Linked DNA regions of Mus musculus: region 1 is linked to region 2. Evidence: chromatin contacts called from public Hi-C data. All regions are on one chromosome and are shown on one strand. Each heading gives the region's core, a stretch centred on a gene start, on an enhancer-like site or on the middle of the called end of the contact. The rest is flanking DNA. Distances are from core to core; before and after follow the strand shown.

Evidence for each region. A called contact is a pair of places that touch in the nucleus more often than the background predicts.
Region 1: a contact with region 2 is called in a Hi-C map of CD8 T cells, with 7 times the contacts expected there. The contact joins the promoter of Itk here to the promoter of Clint1 in region 2. A contact is called at or near these places in 1 of 484 Hi-C or Micro-C datasets (CD8 T cells) and 1 of 115 datasets of contacts at active chromatin or transcription factors (effector CD8 T cells).

What each region holds. Positions count from the first base shown.
Region 1 is chr11:46,388,116-46,391,604 of GRCm38.p6, reverse strand. It overlaps Itk (IL2 inducible T cell kinase), which reads left to right and starts at 2,090. Exons shown (of 17, transcript NM_010583.3): 1 at 2,090-2,332. The coding sequence starts at 2,195.
Region 2 is chr11:45,850,518-45,853,749 of GRCm38.p6, reverse strand. Clint1 (clathrin interactor 1) reads right to left here and starts at 1,781. Exons shown (of 12, transcript NM_001045520.4): 1 at 1,558-1,781. The coding sequence starts at 1,598.

The sequences.
Region 1 (3,489 bases), core at 841-3,340, 540 kb before region 2:
AAGTTGACACCCTAGTCAGTAGTAGGAAAGGGAGGAGATCAGGAGATGCCCTTTAAGGACCCCCCTGCTTTTCTTGAGACGGCCTCCTGAGAGCTGAGATTACAGATGCACAGCACCACATCCCGCCAGGATGCTTCCATTTCTGCCATATTCTCTTGTTCAGAAAAGAGTTGTATGGCTATACCAAGTTACAGAAAAAGCTAAAAACGATGTCGTCTTTAGGCAGGCTGCCCAGATGTCCAGATAATCTTCAGGCAATCAGTTACCCTAGAGAAAGGAAAGAGAAGGAAATTAGTATTTTTTGCTACAAACTGTAGTTTAAAAAGTCTACCTCTGGCCGGGCGTGGTGGCTCACGCCTTTAATCCCAGCACTCGGGAGGCAGAGGCAGGTAGATTTCTGAGTTTGAGGCCAGCCTGGTCTACAAAGTGAGTTCCAGGACAGCCAGGGCTATACAGAGAAACCTTGTCTCGAAAAACCAAAAAAAAAAAAAAAAAAAAAAAAAAAAAAAAGTCTACCTCTTTTGTACATATTTTTCTGTCTTAAAATCTCAGCTTATCCCTTCTCTCCCCTCCCCTCCCCTTCCCTTTCCTCTCTTCCTCTTCCCTCCCCGCCTCTTTTTGCCTTCATTATTCAGCAGCATCCAATGTATGATGTGAAAGGAGGCTGCAATTAGCAATTACATCTAAAACTACACAGGAAAGTTGTACTGCCTCCCTCCCTTTGTCTCGTCCTCTGTTCTTCTCTGATGAGCTGCCTCTGCCTGCCCCGGGACTTCTTGGCTATTAACTTCCTGGTCACATAAGTTCTACACCATAACATTATCCTGACTCAAAGGTCAGACCCTGTGAATTGTCCACAGGGCAGATAAGCTTTAGTTCCCAAAGAGCCCTTACAAGGAGGTAGCTTGCTGTCTGTCTGTGTGTCCTGCCTCCTCATTAGAGTCCTTATGGCAGAGGAAAATAGGAGAGAGGATTCCATGTGGGAAAGTCTGAAAGGCTTCCCAGAGAACGTTGCAGGTCGGCGAGGCTGGCAGTATCTCATAGGCGCTCACTGGAAAAGAAAGAGACAAGAGAGAGTGTTCAGACACAGGACACTGCATTTTTGAAGTAGCATACACAGAAGGAAGCCAGGCACACCAACGGTGTCCAAAGGGGCCCCTGCAGTGCCTCATACAAGACCCCTGTTGCTTCCTTTCATAGATGAAGGAACTGATATTCCAAGCCACTGGACAGTGGTAGGTAGTAGAGATGGAATTCAAACCGATAGGTAGAATAAACAGCCCTGTGCAGATCTCTGCATGCCCTAATCCCTATAACCTGTGACTGTGTGTTGTTGGGTGATAAAGGGGAATTTACATTCCAAATGGAGTTATAGCGCCCATCTGCTGACCTTAAAATAGGGAGCCTGCCCTAGACGACCACTGTGAGAAGGGCCCAGTGTGGTTCTCAGGATCCTTAAATGGAGCAGAGGTAGGAGGAAGAGATTTTGGCAATACAGAGCAAGCAGGGCTCGACCTGCAGTTTGGGGGTTTGAAGATGGAGTAAAAGAGTCAAGACAGAGGCCACCAGAGTGTCCCTCAGTAGGGAGGATGGTCGCAGAGGCAGTGTCCCCTAGAGATCTGCAAGAAAGGCGCACAGTCCCACAGTCACCATGACTGTCACTCAACCAGACACATTTCAGACTTCTAAACTAGAGAATTGTAAGGCGCTTTGAGCCTTGTGGCTCTATGGCGCTTTGAGCCACTAAGCCTGTGGCAGGCAGTCCATGATAATAGCAATGGGAAACTTACATACAAGCTGAGCTCCATTGACCCCTGGATCCCTGTTCTTAGTCCCTTGTTTACATGACTTAACTGTTGTCAAGGCTAAACCAGGAGCTAGAAGAATTATAAGTGAACTCCTCTTATAATTCTAGGTTTCTTCAAACTTCTTTTTCAAACCATATAGCTAAGGGTACGCATGTGCCTCCCAGCTTGGTGAATTTTGAAAGGATGTGGTCATGGCCTTTGACATCAGAGGAGGGAGCTCAGCGGTGAGGCTGGCTGATGCTGATAGAAAAGATAAGGTTAGAGGCAAGTTGCCTTTGAACGACTCTCTAAAGATCAACTGCATCCTGTCTCAGTCTCCGCTGCTCCTCTCCTTCAGTCGCACTGCGGGGTGATGCCCAAGGCGCATCACTTTTCAGAACTGGACCATGAACAACTTCATCCTCCTGGAAGAACAGCTGATCAAGAAGTCCCAACAGAAGAGAAGGACTTCTCCCTCGAATTTTAAAGTTCGTTTCTTTGTCTTAACGAAAGCCAGCCTGGCCTACTTTGAGGACCGCCACGGGGTATGAGAAGGCTTACGTTGTGCTTTGTTTATTTTGTTTATTTATTTTGTTTATTTACTTTGTTCTGTGTTTGGACTGAGCTGATTCCTGAGATAAACTTGAACACCTGGGATGCAGGTACAGTGTGTTTTGGAAGCCACCAAGTAGAGTTAGAGATCGGAAGAAATGTGGAGAGTTCTGAGACTCCAGTGTCAGTTAGATTTGGCTATTTCAATTCTAAAATCTGTAGGTTTAACGTTCATACATTTCTTATGTGGTGAATGTTGTGGATAGGACTTGAAGTTTATGTAAACATGAAGTATATGTGGCATCTACAGTCTGTAGGACAGTAAAATATTAACTATGGCTTATTAAGACGTAAGGGGAAACCTAGCTCAACTTCCCTGTTTTACAAAAGAAGTGGTTCTTAGACTGTGAAGGGAGGTCCTATGTAAGATTTTCACGACTTGAACTCTGCTTATCTCAATGGTCATCACTGCCCTGAGGCCATGGGGTCCTACTTCCATTAAAGTGACATTCTAAAGTTGGAAGGAACAACCCTCTTTGTGGTAAAACATCTCAGGAGACTGGGGGTGTGGAACACAGAGTTTCTGCCTGCAGACCAGGGATCCCGCTAGAGTGTGTCGGCTCAGCTGGAGGCGTCTAATGACATCTTCGTGCACAGCAATAACAACAAAAGCAAGCGAGTGTGTGTTAATACTACAGTGTGACAGGAGCACTGGGTGGTGCTGGGAGCTTAGCCCATGGCTAAGTCCTCTCTGAGGCAGCCAAGGGCCAAGAGCATTGGCTGGGGCAAGACTTGGTCTTTTGAGAGTAGGGTTGCTTTCTAAAATAACCTAGGTCTATCTTGACTGCAAGTTACTCCGAGGCCAGAAGCTACTGGATCTGCTGACACTTGCTGCTAACGGCAGGGTGATTTAGGTAATGGTATATTGATGTCACACCCTTCTCAGTCCAGGCAGCCAGAAGCCCCTCTGACTAGGCTGGTTAACTCTGTGAACCAGAGAGGAAGGGAAGCGAAAGAATTAAGATGCTTTATACAGGCAAATATGCGCAGACACATATACATTCACACATATATTTACACTTTCATTCACATTCTTATTTGCACGTTAACACATTCACATTTTTGTTGGGCCCAATCACCTGTCTCATAC
Region 2 (3,232 bases), core at 532-3,031:
AAAAGACAGCAGGCTGGTTTCACTGTCCCTTCAGACTGCAGTATCGCACACTTGGTAGGGGGTGAGCTGGGGGTGGGTTTCTTAGTAATTTTCTTCAGCTATTCAGTCTTGGAATCAGAGGTGTGGCAGTTTTGTTAAGACCTCTTTCAACTTTTACACTAAGCTGGTATTCTCTTCCTCATATGATACACTGAAAACAGCCATGGATCTGTAAAAGAAATGACTTTTCTCTTTGGCAAAAAAACAGAGCTTACAAGTAATGAAATGGTCCCAGCTAAATGTCTGCACACTTAATGGGAAAACTGAATACTAAAACCACCAAAGCAAAATCTTTTCAGACTCGCAGCTTCTCAGTGAGGTTTCTCTTCCTCCAAAGTCAGTGGGAAAATTGTTCTCTTCAGAAGCACAGACAGGAACGTGTTGTATCACAAATCATCCTAAGGAAACGGAAGCCCCTGGCTCTTCACCCTCATGGACTAAGAGGGCCGCAATGATCTTCATCCTGAACTGGAGAAGACGGGAATTCTACAAAGTTAAGAACTTAGCTCTTTCGGTTCTGAAAACGGTACTCCTTAAGCACTTCCTTGGTAGCAAAGCACCATCAGAAGCGTCAGACAAGTTGCTTTAAAGAATGTTGTTTTCTGGGGTCAAAAAGAGCTTCTATACTTCCTGGTTTCAGGTTAGGTGGGTGGTTCAAAAGAACTGTTTCTTTACCACACTTATTGCATAATCACAAAAACCCAAAAAGGAAGAGGGCTGGTTAAATATTTAAAGTCTTATTTCCTGGTGACCTAAAAGACCTACTGTTATTTTCGATATGCTCAACTTAAAGTGCTAAGGGTTTCTGAGTATACTAAAAGCACTGAGTTATTTTACTCTGAAAGGAGTTAAAAACAGGTCAACAGGATATAAACTGGGCTTTTTTTCTTTTCCTTCACCCTTTAGAGTAATTTTTATTTACATGATTGCCCACCCCAAAAGGAAGTGTAGTGGTAAAGTTAGAGGAAAACAGTCACGGAAAGTTGTCTGGTCATCTGCTTTCACTTAGTGTGACAAACCCGAAGGGCGAGTCTCCTCTTGAGCAACTCCAGCCTGTCCACAGTGACCACTTGTTACACCTCCCACTCACTCCACTGCAGGTTCACTAGAAATTCAAAGGTGTCTACCAAGGTAAAGGGCATACCAGGCCAGGCCTAAGGTGTCTCCGAATTACACCACGGGGGTTACCGGGGACGGGAGCACGCGTCCCCTCGCCCCCAAGCCGGGCCTGGTGTCCAGGAGGCCAAACTCCAAGCTGGGTACGACGATCAAAGCATCTGTCTGCCCGGCGCGGGGTAGGGGCGCGGTGAGGACGTCCCGGGGAGCAGAGACCGGAGCAGGGAGGGGGGTTTTGAGCCGCCAGAGGCTCGGAGACCGAGGCCCAGGCCCGCCGCGGCCGCCGCCTTCACCAGGCCGCAGGGCGGGGGGGCGTGCCGCGTGTCCCCGCGCGCTGGACCACCGTGCGCACGCTCCCCGCCCCCGCCGCGGGGCCGGCCGCAACTGCCCCCCGATACTCACGCTTTGTCCACCAGCTCCCGCACCTTCCACATGTTCAGCATCGCGCCCCGCGCGGCCCGGCCCGCCGCCGCCCGCCGCCACTCTCCACGGACCCCGGGACGCCTCCGCGCCGGGGCTGGTCCAGGTCCGGGTCGCCGCCGCCACCCACCGCCGCGAACTCTCCCTAGCCGGAGCTCCTTCTCCCGGCCACAGCCACGGCGCCGCCAGTGACACGTCGAGACGCGGCCGCACCGGCGCTGCGTGGGGCGGAAGTGGCCGGCTTTCCGCCCGCGCCGCGCGCCGCACGCCGGGAATTGTAGTCCGCGCCCTGCGCCCCCGGAGCGTGAGAGGGCTGAGATCGCTGCGGTTTGGGGACCTCTGACACAGCCTCCGCGTGATTGCCATCACAACAGTTGCAAGACTTACTCGCGCTCACCTTCTTCAGATGTACACATTGATGCTAAGCACGATTACAGAGTGTGATTGGCGTGCGTGTTCTTCATCTACGCACGTGTTTCTGCATTTGCTTCCAAACATATAGGCGTCTATACATCACTGAACCTGGGATTCCAGCCCTGACCAGTGTAGAATTTTATTCTAAATCCTTCCCCACTCTAGTTTTATGATACAATGATTTTATCTGTAGACAGCTACCTAGTACCCTCGTTAAGATAGTTTGTAACAAGCCTCAGAAACTTAGTTCACATTAGTTGGGAAACCAGAAAGCCACCAGTACTCATACACAGCATACCTATATGTGTTTTATGTGATATACCCAAGAACTCTGTGGCTTTGGTTTCTAAAAGCATACATAATTTTTGAGATCTGCTAAAGTAATTTCCACTGATCAGGTTTTTCACTTAATATGTCAGTCAAAACTTGTGATAAAACTTGAAGTAATACTACATTTTGTTTTAGGCAATTCCTTAATTTTTATAAGTTTTACCTGCCCTGGTTGCAGACTGCTTTAATCCTAGCACTCAGAAGGCAGAGGCAGGCGAATCTCAATGCGTTTGAGGACAGTCTAGTTTACATCAGAAGTTCCAGGTCAGCCAGGGTTACACAATAAGACCTTAATTTTTAAGTTATAATTAAAACCTTTAATTAAATGTTATTTATTTGTAAAGAAATAAAATAAAAATTACTTAAATGTTAAAATAAAGTTATATATGTAAATATATATGTATTTATACATATACATTTTTTTAATTAAAAAATAATTCTGCCACTATTTACTGAGCATCTTCAGGGTGTTACAAGCGAGGACTACAGCTGGGGCTCAAGTTCCCTGGGAGCTTAAAGGTCACTGGAGGAGGGACATAACAATCAAGAAAATATTTAATTAGAGAGAATAAGTGCTTGTCAAAACCAAGAACATAATGTTACAGACAACAATGTCAGAGGAAAAACAGCAGAATATTCAGGGCTCTTTGAGGAGATTGAATGTATGCTAAAACTGGAACAATACAAAGGAACTGGCCCTAAGAAGATCAAGAAAAGAATGATTGGGGGAGGGAACACAAGACAAGTAAGATTCACAACGAAGGGCAAACAGTGGCTGTAAATAGCCAAGACCCAGGCCCTCTTATTCCAGATCCTTTAGTCAAGACGTCAGTTTGCATTTACTTGGTTATTGGAAGCAGCTTTGAAAGCACTCCAGTATGGTCCCGAAAAAGAAGCAAACAAAACTGAGAAC